3 separate regions of the Mus musculus genome follow, and all the other regions are linked to region 3. Evidence: chromatin contacts called from public HiCAR-type and HiChIP or PLAC-seq data. All regions are on one chromosome and are shown on one strand. The core of a region is the stretch at or near the end of the contact, and the rest is flanking DNA. Distances in the headings are between cores, read along the strand shown. Region 1 overlaps Ptch1 (patched 1). Region 2 overlaps Ptch1 (patched 1). Region 3 has its middle 53 kb from the start of Gm30950.

The links. HiCAR-type assays count read pairs that join an accessible place to other places. HiChIP or PLAC-seq counts read pairs in DNA pulled down with a chosen protein or histone mark.
Region 1: an H3K27ac HiChIP or PLAC-seq map of embryonic stem cells shows a contact between it and region 3, with 2.6 times the contacts expected there. The contact joins two enhancer-like sites. A contact is called at or near these places in 1 of 484 Hi-C or Micro-C datasets (cerebellum) and 2 of 115 datasets of contacts at active chromatin or transcription factors (both in embryonic stem cells).
Region 2: a contact with region 3 is called in a HiCAR-type map of embryonic stem cells, with 2.7 times the contacts expected there. The contact joins two enhancer-like sites. A contact is called at or near these places in 4 of 115 datasets of contacts at active chromatin or transcription factors (all in embryonic stem cells).

Annotation. Positions count from the first base shown.
Region 1 is chr13:63,510,987-63,515,319 of GRCm38.p6, reverse strand. Ptch1 (patched 1) reads left to right here. Exons shown (of 24, transcript NM_008957.3): 21 at 979-1,078; 22 at 1,505-1,759; 23 at 3,245-3,788; 24 at 4,208-4,333. The coding sequence ends at 3,787. Among named protein-coding and RNA genes, the nearest start is that of Ptch1, 53 kb to the left of the region's middle. Within about 2 kb of position 1,674, at least 15 of the 459 cell types and tissues checked have an H3K27ac peak or open chromatin away from gene starts, as enhancers often do. A contact at or near this core is called in embryonic stem cells, where this site is marked.
Region 2 is chr13:63,528,412-63,533,467 of GRCm38.p6, reverse strand. It overlaps Ptch1 (patched 1), which reads left to right. Exons shown (of 24, transcript NM_008957.3): 14 at 1-204; 15 at 622-931. Among named protein-coding and RNA genes, the nearest start is that of Ptch1, 35 kb to the left of the region's middle. Within about 2 kb of position 2,882, at least 27 of the 459 cell types and tissues checked have an H3K27ac peak or open chromatin away from gene starts, as enhancers often do. A contact at or near this core is called in embryonic stem cells, where this site is marked.
Region 3 is chr13:63,978,931-63,983,312 of GRCm38.p6, reverse strand. No RefSeq gene overlaps it. Among named protein-coding and RNA genes, the nearest start is that of Gm30950, 53 kb to the right of the region's middle. Within about 2 kb of position 2,787, at least 65 of the 459 cell types and tissues checked have an H3K27ac peak or open chromatin away from gene starts, as enhancers often do. A contact at or near this core is called in embryonic stem cells, where this site is marked.

The DNA of each region.
Region 1 (4,333 bases), core at 425-2,924, 470 kb after region 3:
TGCGCCCTCCAGCTGTGCAGAGTGCTGACCAGAGGCGGGCCCTGGCTGACAGGTTTACCTTGGTATTCTTGAAGGATCCCAGACCTTTAGCCCTCAATGGTGGGAACGCAGAACTCACTGTTCACTCTCCCTCTTCTACCATGGTGCTTCAGCCTTTATGTTTGAATTGGCTGACGCAAAACAAGAGTATTCAAAGATGCTAAATTGTTCAACAAAAGATTGGCCTGCAGAGCAGCCCTGCCATTGTGGAGTGCCCTCGCCCTGCACAATGCCCCGGCTCTCACAGAATGGGCAGCGTTTTCTTTGCAGAAAGCTGGTTCCTGTGTTCTAAAAAGGTTGCAATTGGAGCTGTTTGGTAAAACTGGAACCCAGAGAAATTCTAGGCAGAAAGTTGTGCTTAATGAAAGCCCAGGGAAAGCCTTACCTGATGCACTAGAGACTTAATTAGAGATTCTGCTGTAAGAGGCAGGGGCATTTCACAGTGGATTAGCTGCCTGCAGAAGTGGGCTGCTTTTCCTCCTGCGCCAAATTGTTTAAATTCTACGCCCTGTACTTCATTTGTTTGCTTCTGCTGGGTTCTCGAGAGGGGCCCCTCGCCCAGCATTGTATCTGTACTTTCAGGGTGCTCAGCCATTCAGCTCACATTCCATATTCCTGTGTTGGTGTAACACGTTCATAAATAACATCACAGGCAGGAGATTTCATCAAATTAACAATTTTTTCCCCTTCCCTTCATGAAGTAACGCTGCAGGGTGTGGAGGAATCTAGTCCTCAGAGCCGCAAGGATAAATAAAAAAAAAAAAAGAGCAAAATCCCAAACTAATCTATGCTAAGTTTGAACTAGTGTTTTGTGGTTGACTTCTCAGCCCAGCAGGTTTGTTGAGCTGAGCTCTTAGTGCAGAGTAACCTTTGGGCGCCCGGGGGCGTGGAATGCTCTCCTTCCTCGCTGACATGTCCCATATCCCTTTTGTCTTCCAGATACTTCTTTGCCGTCCTGGCCATTCTCACCGTCTTGGGGGTTCTCAATGGACTGGTTCTGCTGCCTGTCCTCTTATCCTTCTTTGGACCGTGTCCTGAGGTCAGTGATTGCCCCCCAATGCCACCCCGGATTGAGATATTCAGGTGTTGCCATATTAGCAGATGGTCTGGGCTTTTCGGTCAACATCCATTAACAATGGCTGTTTCATTTTTCCCTTTGACTGTTTTACACCAATGGATGGGCAGCTTAGGAAGGTTTTCGACCTCAGATAACTGTTTGGGCTTAACAGGACAGACAAGATAGGTAGCCGATGTCTGGCTTCTCTGGTATTAGAAGTTGGGACAATGTTTTTGTGCCAGAATCGTGAGTGTCTTCCAGATAGCAGGGAGACGGGAAGTAAATACAGTTTAATGTATGGGGTTCCCCTACGAGGTCACAGAGGCCAATAATCCTGGGCTTTGAACTTTGAAAGTGACCTGCGGGTCAACAAACGTAACATTTTTAATTGGAAACCTCCTTCAACAGGTGTCTCCAGCCAATGGCCTAAACCGACTGCCCACTCCTTCGCCTGAGCCGCCTCCAAGTGTCGTCCGGTTTGCCGTGCCTCCTGGTCACACGAACAATGGGTCTGATTCCTCCGACTCGGAGTACAGCTCTCAGACCACGGTGTCTGGCATCAGTGAGGAGCTCAGGCAATACGAAGCACAGCAGGGTGCCGGAGGCCCTGCCCACCAAGTGATTGTGGAAGCCACAGAAAACCCTGTCTTTGCCCGGTCCACTGTGAGTCACCTGGGGGGTTGGCAAGGGGGGGGGGGCGGTGGGGAAGATTCATTTGTCCTGTGGCAGTGGGCCAGGAGGTTCGGAGCAGGCTCTTGTGTACTCTGAGCAGCAGATCTAGTAGACAGATGGGGTGCAAGAAAAAAGTGTACACGCCGGGGTCAAATCACAGGAAACCACCAGCGCGCCATTCTTTGTAGACTGTAGGATGTGTTTCCTTTTAATCTTGTGGACTGAACCGGGGCAGTGCCAGCATTGTTACAAGGAGGCATAGTTTAGTGGTGAAGCGCTTGCCTGGAATTCCCAAAGCCCAGGGGCTCATCCCCAGCCCTACCCTTATTCAGAATGGACTCAGCTTTTTAGGGCCTTTATCTCCTTTTGCCCTATCTGTCCTTTCAGAAGGACATGTGAGGAGATGATGTAACAAACAGCGTAGTATTCCACCACAAGAAGCATTTATTCTTTTCCTCTCGTCTCTGGTACCTTTAAGTGGCCTTGGCACAAAGTTATTTAATTACTATCTAAGGCTTTCCCGTAGCTTTGTGGCTTCAGGGTCTTATTGTTGTAGATGGCTGGAGATCTATTGAAAGTATGCAGACGCATCCTGAGTACTTAATTCCAGAAGGTAGTGAGGAGTCCACAGGTTCCTTCCTTACCCGCACCCCCACCCTCCAAGTCAAGATGCTCCACCTTGAAGAGTTAAGGAAGGCTCCAAAACTCTGGCTTGCCTGAGGCCCCCACCATGTTTACAGGAAATGTGTATTCCAGTCCCAGGCTAGAGCAGCCTTCCTTGAAGGAGAGAAGGGCTGGCCAGTGAATTGTGTCCCCGTCCTCTGTCCACCCCCCCCCCCCAACACACACACACACACACACACACACACACACACACACCCGTGACGATGCCCTGCTGAGCTGTAGTGTGAATCTGGTTCTGTTCAGCAGGAGCCTAAAAATAGGTACAAGCTCACCGACTTTGAAGTTGGTCACGGTCCTTTTGATTGATGTGGCCACTGTGTTGCTCCGAGCTTTGTACAGAGGACCCAGAAACCAGATTCCTAATAGTCAGGCAGAGATGTATTGCCTAACAGAACTATCTGTGTGGAAGTTTTTGCTCTGCTCTTACAGTACATTTGCTTCTGGCCACACCTGGCTTAGGGCTGGGGACAGGTGAAAACAACACTAATATGACCCAGAAACAGGAGCCTTATACTTCTAAAAGCTACTATTTATGGTTGCATATTTCCAAGACACCCAGGCTCTTGGCTATCCAGGCCTTGGCAGTTTTGAGGCAGAGAACTTAGGCCTGGGGGCAGTTGGTTGTGAGGGTAAGTTGAGATCTATGGGCAGTGGCTATATGCCTCCAGCCAGCTGTGCAGGTGCAGGCAGGATTCACATCCTGGAGGTTTCTAAAGGAATAGGTTTTCTTTTGTGGGTGGAACATCACCACCATCCTACCTCCCTGTGTTGACCTATGTCTCTCCTCTGCAGGTGGTCCATCCGGACTCCAGACATCAGCCTCCCTTGACCCCTCGGCAACAGCCCCACCTGGACTCTGGCTCCTTGTCCCCTGGACGGCAAGGCCAGCAGCCTCGAAGGGATCCCCCTAGAGAAGGCTTGCGGCCACCCCCCTACAGACCGCGCAGAGACGCTTTTGAAATTTCTACTGAAGGGCATTCTGGCCCTAGCAATAGGGACCGCTCAGGGCCCCGTGGGGCCCGTTCTCACAACCCTCGGAACCCAACGTCCACCGCCATGGGCAGCTCTGTGCCCAGCTACTGCCAGCCCATCACCACTGTGACGGCTTCTGCTTCGGTGACTGTTGCTGTGCATCCCCCGCCTGGACCTGGGCGCAACCCCCGAGGGGGGCCCTGTCCAGGCTATGAGAGCTACCCTGAGACTGATCACGGGGTATTTGAGGATCCTCATGTGCCTTTTCATGTCAGGTGTGAGAGGAGGGACTCAAAGGTGGAGGTCATAGAGCTACAGGACGTGGAATGTGAGGAGAGGCCGTGGGGGAGCAGCTCCAACTGAGGTGTGTGCCAGAGGTATCCCCGTGGTGCTTCCAAGGGCCATCTGAGCGGTGGCCCAAACTAGACCCTGGGGGACCTTTTATTCCCAAGGCAAAGCTGACGAGGCCAAACTCATCCTTAGAGTAACAATACCGTTCTAAACTGGATCTCCCCCCCCCCCCACCCTGCTATTAATCCCTTAGAATGCCAGTTTAATAGTTTAACCTTGTACCTGTTTGCTGGGCACTTACAGCAGAGTTCTAACAACCATGCAGATGACTTTACAGGGTGGGGAAAAAAATGATGAAATGAGTTTAGCACCCCAGTCAGAGTTTCAGGGCTCTCAGCTGCCCACTGGGAGTAAAGAGCTGTGCTGTGTAAGGCTCACAGTTCAGTGTGGTAGTGACCATAATGTGACCTCCTTTTTTGTTCTCTTTTAAAGGGTAATTAAAATCTGAAGCAAAGAGGCCAAAGATTGGAAAGCCCCGCCCCCACCTCTTTCCAGAACTGCTTGAAGAGAACTGCTTGGAATTATGGGAAGGCAGTTCATTGTTACTGTAACTGATTG
Region 2 (5,056 bases), core at 1,633-4,132, 450 kb after region 3:
TCTGAGATCTCTGTACAGCCTGTTACCGTCACCCAGGACAACCTCAGCTGTCAGAGTCCCGAGAGCACCAGCTCTACCAGGGACCTGCTCTCCCAGTTCTCAGACTCCAGCCTCCACTGCCTCGAGCCCCCCTGCACCAAGTGGACACTCTCTTCGTTTGCAGAGAAGCACTATGCTCCTTTCCTCCTGAAACCCAAAGCCAAGGTAACTCTCCACTGTGTGTGGCTTCCTGCCGTGAAATATATGTGAATGATTGGCATCTTTTGGATCCATCACCATGTGCATGTGTGCTACAGGGCAGGTCCACCAGAGTCAGACTGCAAAGCTCAGGACCACTTTAATGAGCAGGTTCCTACAGGGAAAGGTTCCATGGAGCAGATATTAATATGAATATAGAGAAGCTCCTTACTTTGTAAGCATTTTTCTTCTTCATGCGATTATCTAAAAAGAAGATTTAGTGTGGCTTTATGTTTTTCCTGCTGAAAGACTGACTCCCTAATATGCCGTGCTCAGCCTGGGCTGATATGTAGAAGGAAGTAAAGACATCGGTCGGTACCGGTCTAGGAGAAATCAGGAATGTTCTTCTGGGTCTCATCCAGTGCTCTCCTTTGTCTGTTACAGGTTGTGGTAATCCTTCTTTTCCTGGGCTTGCTGGGGGTCAGCCTTTATGGGACCACCCGAGTGAGAGACGGGCTGGACCTCACGGACATTGTTCCCCGGGAAACCAGAGAATATGACTTCATAGCTGCCCAGTTCAAGTACTTCTCTTTCTACAACATGTATATAGTCACCCAGAAAGCAGACTACCCGAATATCCAGCACCTACTTTACGACCTTCATAAGAGTTTCAGCAATGTGAAGTATGTCATGCTGGAGGAGAACAAGCAACTTCCCCAAATGTGGCTGCACTACTTTAGAGACTGGCTTCAAGGTAGAACTGTGGCAGGCGGCCATTGCCTTGCACATTTCTGTCATTCTTGGGTCTTACTCATGATTCCCTTTCTGAGCACCCTGCGAAGGTGTTCTGTCATAATGGAACAGCATGAGTTTCTTATTGCTCTCTCTCTCTCTCTCTCTCTCTCTCTCTCTCTGTCTGTCTGTCTGTCTGTCTCTGTCTCTGTCTCTGTCTCTCTTTGTTTCTCTTTGAGACAGGATTTCTCTGTGTAGCCCTGGCTGTCCTGGAACTCAACTCTGTAGACCAGGTTGGCCTTGGACTCTCAGAGATCCTCCTGCCTCTGCCTCTGCCTCTGCCTCTGCCTCTGCCTCTGCCTCTGCCTCTGCCTCTGCCTCTGCCTCTGCCTCTGCCTCTGCCTCTGCCTCTGCCTCTGCCTCTTGAGTGCTGGGATTAAAGGTGAGCACTACCACATCGAGCCAGTTTTTTAAGATGTAGAGTGTGTGTGTGTGTTTTGCCTGCATATATGTATTGTATCTGTATCACTTATGTGCCTGATGCCTGAGTTCAGAAAAAATATTGGATTCCTTGGAACTGGAGTTGTGGGTACTGAGAACCAAACCCAGATTCTCTGCAAGAGCAGGAAGCACTGAGAGCCTCTCCAGTCTTGTTTTATATGAAGCCCACTTCTCTGGCAACCTCCCAGCTCTGGCTTTTTGTAACTATCTGAGCAAGAGCCTGTTAACTCATTTAGGAACATACAGTAGGGAAAGGCAGTTCGAACCAGGGAGCCTGGATGCTTCTGTTGCTCTTTTCTTCTGGATGGCAGCTGGTTTGGTGGCCAAGTGAAAATTAGAGTATTTGGTGGGATCTCTGAGCTGTCTGCTAAATTACAGCCTACTGTAGCCGTGGATTTTGGGTCAGCTGTTGTGTATTTTGACTGTCTTTTCAAAGTTCACCCATATACTTTGGGCCCAGAGCAAATTTGAGTGGAAGGTATAGAGAAGGTTTGCTCTCCCCAAGCCACCTCCCCGTGTGTCAACATCCAACACTAAAGTGGTCTGTGTGCTTTACCCTTCCAACTGACCATAGACATCATTGACTTCCAAAGAGCCTTATATGGACAGGCCATCCTTCCATCTGGCGATGAACTTAAAAATACTTTGCTACATCCTCGTATTTCACAAAAAGGCAAATCCTACCCCCTCCCCCTTCTCCATTTTATCTGTCCATTTGTGTGTGAGGGTGTGTGTGCACCATAGTATCCATATTGAGATGGACCCAAAGACAACTAACTGTCCTCTTTCCACCATGTTGGTCCTGCAGATCAAACTCCTCCGGTTTGGTGACAAGCACCATCCTAGACACATCTCTAGGAAATATTAGTTGGCAGGGGAACGCTATAAGATGGTCCGAATTTGCTTGTAACTACACGCTGACTGAATACGAATGGCGTTCAGTGGTTCCCAAAACATCTGTTCATGTTGACATGCGCAAATAACAGTAGACAATCAGGACGATTATCCACACAATTCAAGCAAAATTACTCTTACTGGAGTACCCAAATAATTCTGACTCCAGTATTTGTTGGCTTAGATTATCCCAGTGGCTGTCTTAATTTCCCACTTAATTAGGCTTGTTTAAACACATATTTAAGTGCCCCTCTTTTTGTCTTAAGACAGCCACTTTCCCTTTGAGTTTGCATTAGGCGATAAACAACTTGATTTGACAGGAATTGGTGTTGAGCAGTGACTAGAATTTGCCCATACCTGTGCGCCATGTCCGACTTTGGGAGATGGTGGAGAAAGCATAACTTTACCCTGGAGAGTAACTTGAATTCCCTTGACTTTTTAGTTTCTTACTCTGTTTCACAAGGCATTGTTTTTTAAGTAGTGAATTAACAAAGAGCCAAACTGTTGAGAGAGTCTCTGCTTTTCCACAGTCCCCTCCCCATCCCAACTTTCACCAAAGACATGCAAATAACTTGCCACCAATGACAAAGAAGTCTGCTGTGCTGAGTGGAGGAGGGTGTTGTAGAATGCTCTCTCCAGTGTCTTCCCTTTGGTGAGGTAGGCCAAGGTTGAGAAGGGCAAGCACACGGAAGACCCAAATCATTCAGATGTATAGATATCGGTATATTTGAACCACATTGTGGCTGCTAAGCAAACAACACCCAGCCCCAGACATTTGTGCCCATGCGTGCTAAGATGGCAGGATACCATGCAGCCCTGGGGCTGTAATGCCTTCTGGATCCTACAGAGCACTGGTCACAGACACCAGGGCTCTAGCTTGCAGAGGCATTATTTAGACCTCCTGAGTGGTTGGTTACTTGGGTCTTTGAACATTTCTTCCAAATTCTTGTTTATGCTTTTGAAGTCCGTTAAACTTTGCCAGCTCACTGGTGTCTGTCAACACTCCAATAGTTACTTTGTTTTTTTCTCAGTCCTAAAACATACTTAATGGCTAATACAGGCCATTTTGAAAGTCAGCCCTGGGTTAGAACCCAGGAAAGCACTCTCCCTTTGAGAAATAATATCTCGATCTCTCAGGACATCTGTGGTAAAGTTGGAGATGAAATCTAATTGCTTCATGTACAGGGGGTGTTCATTTTTTATTCACACTGACTTACATGAACAAAATACATTATCATTTCATTTCTAGGAGCTTATATACTTGGGTAATTTCCTTTAGCCTAGACTCAAAATAATTTTCCGTGTAAAGTGTTTCTAGTTAAAGAACTGCAGCTGAAATGTAAGGGTTTGCAGTAAACTGTTGGAATGTAAATGTCAGCCAAGGGGCAAGTGTTTGGTGTACAGCCTGTGGAAGTTCAGATTTTCAGTGGTCAGTCAGAAAATACTAAAGGGGCCCTGAAAGAACTTTACTGTTGGTGACCATAGCTGGAGAGCACATTAGGGCTAGCATTGTAGGAAATTCATTCTAAGTTGGTGGCAGGGCACATGCACAGATCCCTAGGTATTGCAGAAGTCTCTGTGACTATACCTTTGCAAATATACTCTCAGTTACCTGCTTTGACAGCAGATGCTGCTAAGCTTCTGGTATTTTCCATGTATTTTGCAATTACTTCTAACAGCACACTGTACCTGTGAAAACCCACTCTAAGTAATACATGTGGAGTATGGCTGGCCTTAGGCTGCCTGGGCTCAAAGCTTAGCTGTGACTTGTCACCAGGCTCAGTCCTCTCATCTGTAAAATGGGAATCATGATTGGTTCTCTCAGGAGGTAAGCAGCTGAAGGCTGACTACCTGGAGCCAAGAGGCCCACATAAGTCTGAAGTAATAAAAGCTCTCCTCTCTCCTTGCTTGGAAAACAGACCAGGATTCTTGTAGGGGGTTGGGGGACCAGTTGTCTTTCTCTGTTTATTTTATTTTTCCAGAGTGGGAGTGGGGAAGAGCTTTGGGTCTTAAAATAACATCTGTGTAGAGTAGTGCTGCCTCTCTGTGCAAACCTGTGAAAAGCTGTGGGAGAGATTGCCACCCCGGTGGTCCCTCTACCCAGGGCCTGTAGGTGACCCAGCCTACTTCCTAAAAACAAAGCCCACTGCATAACAATGCTGGAGGGAGGCTTTTGTTAAAAAGGCTGCTCCAACTCTCCCCTCTCTCTATTCCCAAACACCTCACTGTGCTAAGCATTCACAGACCGTGTGTTTTTGTTGTTGTTGTTGTTATTTAGTTTGTTTTAGTTTCTGAAGTGCCCTTAGGCAAGTCCTGAAATGGAATAAAATGTATCTGAGTAGATGTGTCTGCTGCAGGGGGTATCTTGAGCAGCTGGGACTTGGGGGGTCTACTTGGGAGGTGTCTGGTGTGCAGTGAGGCTGGTGGGGGTATTGGGGAGAGCACCCCCCAGGCAGTGCTCAGCTCCAAGTCTGGGTCACCAGGGCCCTGTCTTCTCTTCCAGCATGCTTACCTCTTTACAGCTGTAGCCAAACTGTCAGGTCTATAATGATGGTTTTGATTACAGCGGCCAAGCCCAGCTGTGTGTGGTGAGCTGGTGGGCTCGCCCATCCCCCAAGCCCAGAAGGCTCACTCTTTCCCGCCCAGGGCTTGCGGTTTGTCATCTGTTCTCACAGAGCCCCACAGAGCCTCCCTGTGTCGGCCTGTGGCTTCCTGTTCTCAAACTGATCCAAATTTCCCCTGTGAGGTATTT
Region 3 (4,382 bases), core at 1,538-4,037:
CTCTTTTTAGGTTTAATTATTTTTTAAATTGTGTCTTTCTGTGGGTTCTGCATGAATTCAGGTGACTCAGGAGACCAGCAGAGGGTACTGGACCTTTGGGGCTAGAATTAAAGGTGCTTGTGAGCTGCAGGAAGTGAGTGGTGGGAACCAAACTCAGGTTCTCTGCAAGATCAGTGCACACTCAAATGTTGAGCTACGTCTTCAGCCCTAGAGGTCTTAAACTGTGGGGTATAGAGCTTTGCACCTGATGGCCAGGGTTGCAAAACACTGGCTTCAGCAGAAGTTTTCTTAACACAATTAAATGCATAATGAATCTACAGCCTTTCTGTCTGAGCTCATCCACCTTGCATCAGGAGACCTCACCACAGACTAGGCTCTAGCACACAAGGTGCCCAGTTTGCTCTGCCCATACTGTCACACACCGTGCAATGCCAATAATGGCTGCCTGAAGTGCTACAGCGGGTATAAAGGGAATGTGGTGAGGGTACTTCCCACACTTTAGCAGATGATGCTTTGTGCAGTTCTCATGTACTGGTTGACTCCCAGTATAGCCACTGTTCCTGAGGAGACAGTCACATCGTAGCTCTGGTAAGATGTATCTGCTGTCTCATGATGGACGCAGACAGGAACAATGAATTCCAAGTTTGATAGATTCTATAAAAGGTTGCTGTAGGACTCCAAAGTCTTCCTAAATAATTCACATGTAAATTGCAAGGAGAGCCCTACGGACAGTGTTCTTGTGGAGGGTGGAGAGAAGGAATCTGCAGCCAGATGGATGGAGCCCTAGAGAGCCATTGTATTGATGCTGGACCATATCTGGGTAATGGAAAACTGTTGGAGGAGGTGGCAAACATAATGGATAAAAGAGCAGCAGGGCTATGGGTTAGAGAATGGCTGGTTTGGTAGGGTCAGGAAGGGCCACTGTCTGAGGCTGTTGCAGGAAGAGATGGTGGCTGGAGCCAGCGTTGGCTGTAGTGATGTAAGACCATCACACAGTGGTGGTATCAGTAGAACCAGGTTTAGCTTGAGGAGGAAGGGACAGGGTTTAGACTCCAAGATGTAAACATAACCAGGTTGGGGGTATGGCTCAATTAGTAGAACGCTTACTTCGCATACGTCAAACCCTGGGTTCCATTCTCAGTACTGCATAAATTGGGTTTGGTAGCCCATGCACCGGGGAGATAGAAGCAGGAGGGTCGGATGATCAAGGTCATCCTTGGCTACATAGCAAGTTCAAGGTCAGTCTAGGATACATGAGATTCCTAGTAACAATGTTTAATCTCATTGACTAGATAACACACGAGTACTACAGATCTGCTGTTGAGGGTTCATCCTCCACCTCTTGCCACCTATGCCATGGGTGATAACACCCTATAGAGTGGCTTATGTACCTGGTACCCTTAGTCTTCACAGCCATCCAATGAGGGCAGCTGGGTCATGATGCCTATGCTGCAGGGGAGGAAGGTAAGAGGAGGATGAGCGGAGGATCTGAGGTCACAAGGAAAATGGCAGCAGCTGTGTGCTGAAGCTTGTTTTACTTGTTTTCCTAATTGCACAATGCCTGGCCATCACAGTTCTCGTTCCCAACTTGATGACCAGACTCACCCTGGGATACTTGTTAACCATGTGCATTGCCAGACTCCACCCCAGACATGCTGGTGCAGTCAGATGGGGTCCTAGAATGTGACCTAGTGACAAAGACTGTCAACGGGTCTCTTTGGCAAAGACTGACCCTGTGCTGGCAGGTGGAGAATGTTGCAAGCCAACATTGCCACTTTATTGCTGGACCTTAGGAAAGCCATTACATTCAGTATCTCAGTACTCTTAATTTGTCTTTCTTCCCCTCTCTCTGTTTGATTTTTTATTTATACAACTTATCACAATCTGGCATTTTATTATTTAAAAATTTAAAATTTTATTTTTTATTTATGTGGGTTTGTATACACAAGTGTGTACCGGTGGCTGTGTAGGCCAGAAGAGGACTCCAGATCTCCTGGAACTGGAGTTATAGGTGATTGTGAGTCACCATGTGGATGCTGAAAATCAAACTTTTGTCTTTTGTAAGAGAAGCAAGTGCTCTTAATCCCTGGGCCATCTTTCCAGTTCCCTGACGTGTTATTACTTTATGAATGATTTGACATCTTCTGGTCCCTGTAGAATATAAGCCACTTTGTTCAGCCTCCACTGGAGGACCACAACAACATTGCTAAGGGCTCCTGCTACTGTTTTGTCTGTCCCTCCTCCAGTCTCCAACTAAATCTGGGTGATTTGTATAAAATAGTCGTTGGGGCAAGAATGGCTGGCCGGTCCTGCTGGCACCTCCTTCCTGCCTGTCTTTAGCTTCCAGGGACAGATCTTCACTTTTGTTAGTCACTCCAAATACCCCTCAGTTCCCAGGACACATTTCCTTGGGGTGTCAGTACTGTTTGTCTAGGGGTGAGGTAGAGGTCACACCCTAGTGATTGCTTCCCTGTCTACTCCCTTCCCTGAACTTCCCTAGAGCCTTTGAGTTGTATCCACTTGCTGGTCTAGAGAAAGACGTGAGAAGGGCTTTTGTGGTCGTTGTGCCCTGATCTGGGGTAGAAGGCAGGAGAAATTTCCTGGGCAGGAAGGTAGGCGCCTGCTCTGCTTCCTTGGTGGGGAGCAGCTGTGGGATGGTCAGGGGGAGTGGAGATGACTGGGAGGTCCTTGCAGGAGGGTTTGGGCTGCTCCCTGGGTGGGCCCAGCCAGCAGAGCCTCACTGTATTCTGTGCAGTTGAAAGAAAGCTGCAGGGTGGAGGGAACCTTGTGGCTCAGGGCCTCAACCACGGGTTATGCCACACATGGCTAAAGTACACAACTATTAGCAATCAAGGCAGGACCTCCCTGCGAGGGAAAATGACACAGGGGTTACTTCTCTGTAAACATCCCGGTTTCTTTTAGGGGTTGTCTTTCCTCCCTTTGAGAAGTTGCAAATGTGCCCATTGAGAGCTTCAGCTCTCAGCTCACACGTGGGGGAGGAGGGTCACACATAAACACTCTTCCAAAACAGAAAAAACCCCAAACACCATGGGGACTGCCAGCAGCCTGTGTCCCGAAGTTGAATCTGCTGGACACAGAGCACCAAAAAGTGCTTGAATAACAAAGGGGTTGCTGGGAGAACAACAGCATCCCGCAGCTGCTTGCGTGGATGAAGTCTTTTCAGCTGCATTGTCTGGGCACCTTTGTCTCAAGGGCTACTTTGAATAGAATATAGTATTTGAGCACTGCTGTGAGGGAACAAATTTAAATCACAAGGGTAACCTGGCAGCATCTTTGGAGGACAGAGACTTCGGGGCCTTTTTAGAAGCCTCCATCTTGCCAGTCTTCACAGCTTACATAGTTGTAAGTTGTTCCTCTCTACCTGGCAATTTGGTAGCAGTGGCTCTGGAAACATTTTGAACATTGTGTGAATGGCTAGTGAGCTTGTGAGCTTCAGAGACCCTCCCCCAGCCTAAGCAGTCAAGGCAGTTTCTGGGTGCTTTTAAGTATGGATGAGCCAGGGGCTCAATCAAGTCTCCTGCTCACAGGAGCTCACAGGTTTAACTCTCAAGTCACCTGATGACCCAGGCCTTAGCCTGTCTCATTGTTATCAGGGGAATTAAGGTTCCCGCTGGGGGTTCTTAGTCTTGGTAACAAAATAAGTTAAAAACAGAATAAGAAGGAAGCCCCAGGATCATTTATTAGAGTTTGAAAGAAAAACAACAGGGCTGGCAAGCTGCTAATCTGTGCAGCTGTTAGGATGGAGAGAAAGGTGGGAAAGTACGCCTTGTTGATTTAGGTTGGCAATGAAGGTAGCAAGCAGCTGCATGGTGGAAGACAGGAAGGGTTTCAGAGAAAAAAAGAGAGAGAGAGAAAGCCCAGAGTGTCAGGGGAAACAGAGATTAGGGTTTTGGCCAACATCTGAAAGATAAAGGTAGGAAGAAAAAAAAAAGGGGGACCTCGAGCTGTTTTTAAGGATAGTGCTGCAGAGAGGGGGTGGGTGGGTCTGGTACATTATCTCACTGAGGGCACAGTTATTTTTCCCATCTCAAACCCCATGGCTGGAATGCAAAAGTTCCCACCTGAGGCCCTCCAACTCGGATACTCTTAGAGCTTGCCTTTCGTGTTCATGGGATCTGCCACGGTGTGAATCTGCTTCTTTCCTCCCTGCAGAAAGGTAGCAACTGGACACCTCCCACAGTACACCCTTTTGCTCAGGGACACAAGCCTGTCTGTGCTACACAGCGGGTACCAGGGCTGAGCAGGAATGAAGATATGCACCAGGCCTTATGACAAATGGGGCTTCTACAGTCTCCTGGGTAGCCATACACATTTTTCAAATGTTCACAGATTTCTTTTTTCCATCTAAAAGTTCCTGGTTT